Regions from separate parts of the Zea mays genome. Here all the other regions are linked to region 2. A link is a contact called in public Hi-C data. All regions are on one chromosome and are shown on one strand. Each heading gives the region's core, a stretch centred on a gene start, on an enhancer-like site or on the middle of the called end of the contact. The rest is flanking DNA. Distances are from core to core; before and after follow the strand shown.

The links. Hi-C and Micro-C count contacts between places; a contact is called where the count stands out from the background.
Region 1: a contact with region 2 is called in a Hi-C map of leaf, with 2.5 times the contacts expected there. The contact joins the promoter of LOC103640594 here to the promoter of LOC100281566 in region 2. A contact is called at or near these places in 3 of 25 Hi-C or Micro-C datasets (bundle sheath, ear and leaf).
Region 3: a contact with region 2 is called in a Hi-C map of leaf, with 6 times the contacts expected there. The contact joins the promoter of LOC100501766 here to the promoter of LOC100281566 in region 2. A contact is called at or near these places in 8 of 25 Hi-C or Micro-C datasets (bundle sheath, ear, endosperm and 3 more) and 2 of 3 datasets of contacts at active chromatin or transcription factors (leaf and seedling).

Annotation. Positions count from the first base shown.
Region 1 is chr1:176,966,445-176,969,914 of Zm-B73-REFERENCE-NAM-5.0, reverse strand. It overlaps LOC103640594 (CASP-like protein 1B1), which reads left to right and starts at 1,708. Exons shown (of 3, transcript XM_008663799.2): 1 at 1,708-2,279; 2 at 2,477-2,582; 3 at 2,895-3,470. The coding sequence starts at 2,008. The coding sequence ends at 3,110. TRNAM-CAU (transfer RNA methionine (anticodon CAU)) reads right to left here and starts at 1,558; the gene lies at 1,471-1,558. TRNAV-AAC (transfer RNA valine (anticodon AAC)) reads left to right here and starts at 3,344; the gene lies at 3,344-3,417.
Region 2 is chr1:177,280,608-177,284,010 of Zm-B73-REFERENCE-NAM-5.0, reverse strand. LOC100281566 (RING finger protein 13) reads right to left here and starts at 1,985. Exons shown (of 5, transcript NM_001411824.1): 1 at 1,622-1,985; 2 at 1-132.
Region 3 is chr1:177,007,001-177,010,732 of Zm-B73-REFERENCE-NAM-5.0, reverse strand. It overlaps LOC100501766 (putative DEAD-box ATP-dependent RNA helicase family protein), which reads left to right and starts at 1,983. Exons shown (of 7, transcript NM_001196428.1): 1 at 1,983-2,151; 2 at 2,477-2,604; 3 at 2,705-3,113. The coding sequence starts at 2,498.

The sequences.
Region 1 (3,470 bases), core at 459-2,958, 310 kb after region 2:
AAATTTTTTCCTCTTACAGTGCCTGACATGTAAATGGAAAAATTTTGTATTGACGTCACCATCTTTGAGCCACAAAATCCTTAACCTTATCCGAGTCATAGTGCGCTTCAAAGAGGACAGCAACAACAAGTTCTTCTTGAGTCTGTTCTTCAACCAAGATTCAGCAGACGTTAACATTCTATCGTCTCGAGCTATCTCCAATCTGTGCAACACTTATTTAGCCAGGGCCAACTGCAATCTTATGTGGCCCACTTGTTTATCATCTCATTTAGTCATTTCCCATATCTTAGATACGCAGAGTTGGGTTTTGAAAAATGAACATAGCTTAGCTTGACATTTTTTTGGTGACAAAACACCAACAGAGTGTTTCGATGCTACAGTCGAAACTATATTGACCACAGCATAATAAGCAACAGGATGATAAGGAAGTACTAGTTCAAAAAATTTAAAACCTAAACCTGGCGATGGAAAGACAGCCTCAGGTATTGCATTTCGAGAAAACCGCCTACAAGTCGGCGGACAACAGACACTCTTTACTCACACGAACAAATACATAATTTAGTCACTATAGACTCACACGAACAAAAATACAGAATGAATGAAGAATTTATAGCAACAAAAATATACTAAAAAACAAACACATTTCAGTGCACAACCAGAAATGGTCAGAGTAATTAGGATTTGCCAGCAACTGCAAATGCCGTTGTTCAAAAAAGCTAATGAGTTGACATCTCTAAAGAGTTTCACACAACAGGGGAAAAACTAAAAAAATGTCATGCAACTTCAAGTCTAGACGATTATTATGCTGTGATCCTCCACGTCAGTGCTTGCGCCCTGTGCTGTTTGCTTCTGCGTACAATACTTACCTGCTCTTGTCCATTGCAGCCGTCCATTGCAGCCGACGAGCCAGCCCCCAGGCCAGGTGTCTGGGTGGTGAGTCCGCCCCTGTGTCAGACTGCTGTTTGACGACGATTGGCTGCTGCTCGGAGGAAGGAATCCCTCACTGAAGAGCGTAGCGGCATAGCGCGCCGTGGCGAACGCCGCTCGGGGCGAAAACAAACGGAGGTGCAGGTGTGGTGGATGCTCAGGAAAAAATGTAGCTTGTTACCCTTGATTCTTTTGTAGTATATAATATGGCCTCTGCCTGACTTCCACTGTGTGATCAAATCCCAAGCCCTTGGTATCAGTGAATAGAGGACAAAAAAAAAACATTGCAAATGGCTCTTGAAAAGTTGGAATACAGTGTGTGCCTTTTTCTGTCTGTGTGTATGTATGTTGTTGAGAATTTAGAGAGCAATTGTCCCCATTTGCTGTTTAAGACTGATAAATGCCGAGTTGTGTCCACGTTCTTTTGGACAAAAATTTTTAAAGATCACGCTGTCCATGTCCGACCTGTATTTTTCTCTGTTTTCATGCCGCTTTTGCATGAAAACGTTGCTGGCATACGTTGTCCAAAAAAAACAAAAACATTGGGGTGAGAGAGGCTCGAACTCTCGACCTCAGGATCACTCAAAGTTAGCTATGAGACCTACGCGCTAGCCAACTGCGCCACCACCCCGTTGATGTCTTTGTGTTCTCTTAAACCTCAGTTAACGTTTGCCAGTACCCATTTTCCTTGGTAGGTGCATCTGCCGATGAATACCACTCAATCATGTCCCTTTGCCCTGTGCGCGCTAAATACTTTCAGTCTCTATTCCACTCCTCTGCCAAAACCACTTTGCAAAAACCTCAAGAAACAGCACCAGAGACATACGTTTCTTCTCGGACCGTCAGACGTACCACAGGCTTATCCGAAGCCCTTTTGACTAATCACCTGGATGAACAAACCAACGCTCTTCCACTCGAGCGTCGATCGATCGCACAAGTCACCCAAACTTGCGGAAACCGACTACCCGCCACTTTCTTTTTTCTCGACATATAATTCGTTCCTGTTGTTGGTTCGTCGAATCCCACACGCGTCCTGCAGCAGCAACTGACTGCTCGTCCGTTCTACGTTTCTTGGCCACCATGGACCTGGAGCGCGGCGACAAGAAGCCGCCGCCGCCCGCTCCACGGACCGCTGCTACGACCACTACGACGACGACGACGTCGGCCTGCAGCGGTAAGAAGCGGCCGCCGCTCAGGGACAGCCTCGTGGCGCTGCAGCCGGTGCTGCTGCGCGCGGCGGCGGCCCTGGCCGCGGCCGCCGCCGCCGCGGTGATGGCGCTCGACGCCCAGTCCTACACCGCGGTGGTCGCCATCGTCGGCACCCGCCCGCTCACGCAGACCTTCACCGCCAGGTTCAGCGACACGCCGGCGTTCGTGTACGTAATATAGGCTTCTACTGTTCGATCGGGCGGCGGCTTTGACGCGCCGTGCTCGTGCATGTTCCTTCGTCCTGCCGAACTATTGTCGGCGTCTAGTTATTAGTTTCGTCGGTCGCGTACTACTGCCCCTGCTGCTAGCTCATGCCTTTGTTCGTCTGGTCTGTGTGCAGGTACTTCGTCATAGCCAACGCCATCGCTGCCGCGTACAACCTCCTGGTGCTGCTCGTCCGGCGGCGGAGGACTACGGCGAGCTTGGTCGTGCGCATGCTTGACATGGTGATGATTGTTTTTTCTCTGAATTCAACAAGGCGCTTCGTGCATCTATCAGTGCATGTGTGCATTATCCTTGCTTCCTAGAGATGACTTGCCATTGCCACTGTCCAAAGAAGCTAGTCGCCTGACTGAAACCTTTGTTGCTGTAGCGGTGTAGCCTGCTGTAGTGCTCGCGAGTCGCGCGCATAGGCCTGCACCGTAGGTCGCCTGATGAGTGATGACAGATGCCAAGCCATCACCAGTCGATTCATACGGATACACACACACGGCACTACCGTACCGTCGTCATCTCCTTGTCGTTGCTCTGGTCCGCAGGTGGTCATGGCGCTGCTGGCGACCGGCGCCGCGGCGGCGGCGTCAATGGCCGAGCTAGGAAGGAACGGCAACGCGCGGGCGCGGTGGAACCCGATGTGCGACAGGTTCGGCTCCTTCTGCCGCCGCGGCGGCGCCGCGCTGGCGTCGTCGTTCGTCGGCGTCGCGCTCATGCTGGCGCTCAACCTGCTCTCAGCCGCGTCCGGTGCCGGGTGCTAGCTCCGCGGGGCAGTGAGTGGCACGTGCCGACTTGCCGGTGCCGTCCCAGACAGCTCTGTACACTGGAGTTCTGCCGGTGCACGTTTGATGTAGAATTATTTGCATTTCTTCAACATGTGAGTTTGAAATGGGTTTCTTGGTTCTTACAAAAAAAACATAATAAACCATCTCATACCTCTGCATCTGAATATAAAGTCAAACACAACAATTTTCTTATCCGTTCAGAAGCAAGAGGTGTCGTGGTGTAGTTGGTTATCACGTCAGTCTAACACACTGAAGGTCTCCGGTTCGAACCCGGGCGACGCCATGTTTTTGTCTGATTATTTTTTTGTTCCCTGTTTTGCGCTGTCGGCTGATTTT
Region 2 (3,403 bases), core at 736-3,235:
TCAATATCAGCAAAGGACAAGGTCAGATTATTCCCCAATAGCACGACATTGGCATCTCCCATCTGAGCCATGACGCAGACAATGGCACAGAGAACAAGAAATCTACTCTTCATCTGGGCAGTCTCCAAAGCCCTAGTAGAAGAAAATGTAGCTCTTTTTTATGAAGCACAGGCACATAACTGACAGGACAGAGAGCCAACTCATACTTCAAATACTCCAAATAAGCGTCTCCAAGTGCAGCGAAATGCTTACACCCGCAAGAAGTACCTGTGGGTCACAAAGCAACAAATCAGGTTCATTCCTGAAGGAATTTTGAGTAGAAGTTGGAGATATTAATATTTTTGATTTAGTAGAAGGAACAAAACTATTCCCATAAATTATGTTTTCATTTCCACAACTGGCAAGGCAAGAGTCGATCTTCCAAAAGTGTGTAACAGTGAAACACAGTAAATACAACTCCACTCGATGGCCTTCCCTAAGAAATTGAACTATTGACGAAATAAGAAATTGACATGGTATGGTGCTGAGCTGCCTGGTGTAGTGGTAACAGTTGTCTCACTGGGTCACCACTCACCAGGTCACGGGTTCAAAACAGCCTCTCCGCATTTGTGGGGGAAAGACTTTCCCTTGGTTTATCCCTTACCCAGAATCCACTCATGTGAGATCCTCCGACACTGGGTCTGCCCTTTTATGGTGCTGAGCTAGAAAATTTCGAATCTGCAACAGTCTCCCAATGTTAGAACTCGACAATAATCATGGCTTTCAGCACACAATGCTAGATAATGACAGTCCGAACCCAGAAGATAAAGCTGGAAGGTTTCGAGTCGGTGTAAAGAAGAAGTGGACGGGGGGAAGGAGATTCAGACTCGACTAAGGAAGCGTGGCCATTGCATAAAGCTAGGCATCTAGAACCTGATGCTCCAGAGATGCAGAACCTCTCAATCACAGCTAGAACCAAAAGCTAAGCGCTTGGGTCCATAAATCTGAATCTCCCTCCCTATGTGCCACTTATTTATACTAACTCCAAACTATCCAGCTTTTATCCTCCCTATGTGTCGCACCTAGCGCAGTGCTGCTTAATAACGAGATTTTTTTTCCCAGTCCAAACATCGGGATATTCTTGGAGATTCGAGTGGCAAATAGACCACGTAAAAAAGGAACCATTACTGGTGTTTGGTTTCAGTTTTCCATGGTGACCTACCTTAACAGACCCGCACACAGCATCATCACTAAGACAATCCAATATAGCTAATGGCCTAATGTTAGACTACAAGGTATTGCAAGTTACCAGATCCTAAACGGCAATAAAAAGAAGCTAGTTCCTAATCAAGCTACGTTTTTCCCCTTCTCGTTCAGCTTTGTTGCAGTGCAATAATATGGAGGGGTGCATAATTAGCTCTGCATATTATTCAGAATATGGCACTACTCACAGAAGCTACATGGCGAAAACCGAAAAGGTACGTCCACTTTCCCCAGACCAGCAGCCGCATCAGCTGGGCATGGAGTGCCACCACTGGTGCGTTGCCGGAGACCAGAGGCCTTCGACGGTTGGACCAGTTCCACTCACACTCACACAGTCACACTCACACGGTCACACCTGAGTTGGTTGCGAGAGGAGCACCTGCTATGGTTGGCCCCTCCAATCCGCCGGATCCGCTTCGAGGAGGAAGGCCGCGACTCACATGAAGGTCGGGGTCGGAGAAGAAATCCCTGGCTGCGGGACTGATGCTTGGCGGCGTGATGGAATCCTAGGGCACTCCGTCGTCCCCGTGCTCCCGGAAGACCTCCATCGCGGCGACGCGGAAGGGGAGCGGGGACTGCAGCGCACCGGCTCACCGACGCTAGGAGAGGAGGGCGAGTGGAGTGGGAAGGCCGGAGGCCGCGGAGGGCAAGTCGCTTTTCGTTTTTGTCGCCGGCGAGTCCCACCCGCGGGATCGAGACGGAAGACACTAGACACGGATAGAGTCAGGACTCGGGAGGGCAAATTGGATAGAGTAGGGAGGGCAAATTGGTCTTTTGACCAATCATAACTAGACATGTTTCAACCCTTGAGACTGGTCGGATTCGGATCGAGTTAAGATCGGATCATGGGTCATTTATCACTGCTCATTGGATCGGATCGGTTCGTACCTTTTTGTTTGATGTGTGGGTCAGATTTTCTTTTTGTTTTAGGTTGGGTTTTTTTAAATCGGATCTTTTAGTAAAAAATCATGGTCAGTATCCGGCTCGTAAATTATTGCGGGTTAAAAATTATAACTTATATTCACCGTTGCATTAGTGGGATTGGGTTGAACCGAATTTTTTCGAATATATCGAGTCAAATTAATCGGGCCATAATCATAACTACATGCCACTCTTGCAACGCTGGCTCTCTGGTTTTACGTCCGACCAACCAACCACCACACTCCACGCACCAAATCAGATGAGGAAGAGGGATTGCTTTGCTTGGAAGAGAGCCTATGTTTGGCCGCTAAAATGACGCATAGAATACGGTGGTGGTTGTATAATTCACCTTTTTTTAAAAAAAATCATCCAACAAATTACATTCATACTTATAGCATCTACTAAATTCATCAAACAATTGAAACTAAGACCGAAGCCGTTTTTTGGCACGACTTTGCTCCAATTCAGAGCAGCTCTACTCTAAAACTCTAGGTGGAGTAGCTCTGCTCTGGAGTTTAGATTGCTTACTTATAACCAGTGATACTTCAATGACTCCAAACTCCATGTCTAATTTGTTATTTAGAGATTTTGAAGCAACAAAAGAGATTCTTCAAAAATGTGCATTGCAGCTTTAAAAACTCTATGGAGTAACTCTGGAGTTAGGGTGTGTAGTATACTCTGATAAGCTTCTCCTTGAAATTTTGCTATGAAGTCATGACAAACACGTCTTTAACGCACCATTAAAATCGACGCTAGATTCAATGGAAAATATTATTTGATATGTAACATATTAATTGGATATGATTATGGAGGCGTTAAAAGGCAGGTGATCTCAACTAGCGTCGGGAGGGCAAATTAGTCTTTTGAATAACCATAACTACCTGCCACTCTTGCAACGCTGGCTCTGGCTGTATGCCGACCAGCCACCAGCTCACCAGGCGAGGTTGCTTCGAGCCTTCGAGGAAAATTTAGCTCCTCTATATCTAATCTAATCAAATTAATTCCAAATGCTTGCAGGTACTGAAGGAAACACATACAGATTAGATATGACAATCAGTACCCTTGATCTGATACCCGGTAGAAATTTACTCTATTAGGATATGTATAAATTAAATGTTCTACCCACAGGTCTTTTATTAGACAAACCCCTTCACCCAATGGGTAAACGAGTATTAGAACGTTTCACCCTCACACATATCCGTTAACCCGTGAGTATAAAATACTCGGTATAAACTTAGTC
Region 3 (3,732 bases), core at 734-3,233, 270 kb after region 2:
TGAAGATCTAAAATTTGTTGGACCAAAGCTTCATCTTGCAATAGTCGGTAAGCTCTAACCATATTTCATGGTCAACATAGTAGCCGTTTTGAGGCATACAAATGAGGACCAAAGCTTCATCTTGCAATAGGTGCTGAAGAACCGACTGAATTTAGTAAAATTGTAGACCTGCATATTGTACATCTTCGTGAGCGCGTTGATACATAGTATGCAAGATCTAACTACTCAAGGTGAGCCACTCAATGTTAACAAAGTTTTATACTGTAACAAGTGTGTGGTTCACTTACTTTGAAGATAATAAGAAACAAGATGTTCCACTTACATCAGACGGTTTGTTTTTTCTTCTTCTTAGACAGACAGTACGATCAGGAGACGTTGAAGTCGAAGGACAACGTTTTCAGACAATAATGACAAGCAGTTCTTTTTTGCATATATATATGTTGAGAAAAGGCCCGTGAAGCCCGCATTGCTCGTATCATTTCCATGCATGTAAAAGAGGATGTGTAGGCCATAGTTGACATGTTATTTTTGCTTGGTATAGACCTGCAGTGCTATCACCGAGGTCACTAGGCTATATGCTTATTCGAAGTCCAAGCAAAAGGGGAAGTAACTGTAATCATGGCTGAGAGAATCATGTATACCAAGAATATATATTCAACACTTGAAAGAATCATGTATACCAGAATTTTAATTTGGGACCAAGGGAGTACGAACAACTGTTAATCATCAGTTCCATATTTATAATGTTTGTTCGACATCAGTTCAATATATTTAGGTTGACGTATTTATAATAATATTACGTATTTATATCGTTCTGTATCTATGTTTAATCACAGATTTTGTCGTCACCATTGTAATCATGCCGTCCGTTGAAAGGGCACTGAGCGTTAGAGGCTCGTTAATTTATGTTCCGTAGCATCGCACGGGTACATACCTAGTAGATATAGATGTTATCACTATCCTTTATATTTTTTGTCAGACTTTTAAAAACTTACATTTTTATAAATTGAGATATGCATTTATTTTGCGAGAGGAAATGCATGTTCTTTAAGTTGCATCTGAGGCACATGCTGTTGAGATCTTCAGTCGTCGAGGAACGACAACCATGTCCATGTGCGAAACGTTGAGAGCAGCAGTCCCATTCCTGTGCTGATAGAAAAGAGCCCAATAGGTCACAGGGGCCATGCACACACACAAAAGGGCCAACCCACAATTTCTGTGGTGACATGAAAATGGCCTAATAGATCTCTCGGGTCCATTCACACACGCTTAAAGGGCCAACCCAAACGGGCTGAAATTTCTGTGGAGACTCATTATCGCACAATCGCTGCTCACTTTCCAAAAACAAATCTACGATGCCCATCGCCGTACGTCCGTAACGCAGCCGCCATTACTTTTCCTCCAAGCAAAGCAATACCTCTCCCCACAGCAATCGCTACATGCCGGCCGCACCTAACTGACACACAGACTGACAGACCCCACTCCACCCTTCCCCACATGCTAGTCTCTGCTATTCCCACACGCAGGTGATTTACTGGCTATCACACATTAATCACTGACATAATGGCCACAATATCCAGGTGGATTCTTGACCCCACGTGTAAGTGTCCCAGGGACCAGAGTAGGATACTCCGCACATGCCGAGCATAGAAATATCTCCGACCCCTGCGCCATTTAACTCATCCCCCCTTCTTGTTGCCTCGCTTCGTGCTCCCCCCTTCCCACACTCCCGTCCCAAAACCCTAAACCCAGCGCCGCCGCCGCCGCCGACGCGGAAGCGGTACAGCCATGTACGCCGTCCTCCGCCGCGCGGCGCCCCTTCGGCGGCGCGCCGTGTCCGCGCTCGCGACCGCGCTGCTCCAGCAGCAGCCGGCGGCGCTGGATGCGGTGGCCCGGCGGGCCCCGCTCCCTGCGGCCGCATGGTTCCACTCTTCTCCCGCGTGGCTGGGGTTCCGGGAGACGGGGGCCGCAGGGGCGGCCGCGCGCGCGGAGTTCGCGGCGGACAACGGGTCGTTCTACGAGGAGGACAAGAGGGCGGCGGCCGGCGGCGGCGCAGCGGCGGAGGGGCTCGAGATTGCCAAGCTTGGGATCTCGTCCAAGATCGTCGAAAGGCTCGCCAGCAAGGGCATCACCAAGCTGTTCCCCATCCAGGTAACGAGAAGCGCTGGAATCTTTTTACCTTCATCAATCCTGTCTGAAGCTACCAGAGATCAAGCTGCCCATATATAATCATAATAACATGGGAAAAGTGCAGTGTTGCTTGTTTATAAACTATAAAGTTCACATTGGTCGTAGTTTGACTGTTTATTTATTGCGGCAAATAGCTACGTTCCAGTCAGTTTGTATGACTACCTTGGCATGAGGATTCGATGAAATACTAGAATTGGGTCCCATATGTATGAGGTGAAAGATGTTCCTTTTTAGATCGGTACTGATTTGATTGTAACCTTTGCCTTTTGTTTCTTTACCTACACAGAGAGCTGTCCTTGAGCCAGCAATGCAAGGAAGGGACATGGTTGGCCGTGCCAAAACTGGGACTGGTAAAACTTTGGCATTTGGAATCCCCATAATGGATGCAATTATCCGCCACAACGAGAAGTACAAGTAAGCTTGGTTCCTCTTAACAGTGTACACACATAAGGCATTTTCCATTTGTTCTTTTTGGTCCATTCTCATCTTGCATTTAATTTTTGTTGATCCACAGGCCTGGTAAGTTTCCCTTGGCTATTGTTTTGGCGCCAACAAGAGAACTTGCAAAACAGGTTGAGAGGGAGTTCCTTGATTCCTCCCCTTTGGAAACACTATGTGTATATGGTGGGACTCCAATTATGCAGCAAATAAGGAAACTTAATTATGGCGTTGATGTGGTCATTGGGACACCTGGACGTGTGATTGATCTGCTAAAAAGAGGTTCTCTTAGTTTGGCAGAGATCCGTTTTGTTGTTCTTGATGAAGCAGACCAGATGTTGTCTGTTGGGTTTGATCTAGATGTTGAGACAATTTTGGAGAGGGTGCCTCCGCAACGTCAGACATTGATGTTCTCTGCAACAATGCCAACATGGATACGGAAGCTCACACAGAAGTACCTCAACAATCCTGTCACAGTTGACCTTGTGAGTGCAACTTCTAGTGTTACTGTTGTTTATGCACATTTATTGCTTGACTTCTCAACTTGAATTACGATGGACTTGTTTATATTGCATATTTTTGTATGATCTTATTGCTTTGTTAAATTGGGGACAAAATTGGCCAATTTAACTATGTTTGATTGATTTATGCTCATGTTGAATTTTTTTTCATCTGCTAAATCTGTCTGAACTATGCTCGAGAATGTATGAAGTTGATCTAGTAAAATATTTTGTTACAATCTGGTCTAAAATACTATGAGTGCATGCTGCCTTTCAAAAATTTCCCCAACCATTAAGTACACTAGTCAGAGGATTTTGTTGCGGAGAAGTTATATGGATAGGTTCATTCCAAAGATTACTTGGGGAGCGTTTAATTTGAATACAAAATTTAGCATGTGATAGGAAAATCATGATGAGTCCAATGCAGTGATAGCCGTCATCATTGTTCAAACGGATTTGGAAAATTGGTCTAGCGGTGTTTGTGGTGACTGTAGCGAAACCTGCAAGCATCATTACTGAATCCATGTAGTGTAAATGATATTTGTTGACCTGAAAATGACCGATTTAAGGTGGCTTTAGTTTGTCAATTTATTGTGCTTTGTTT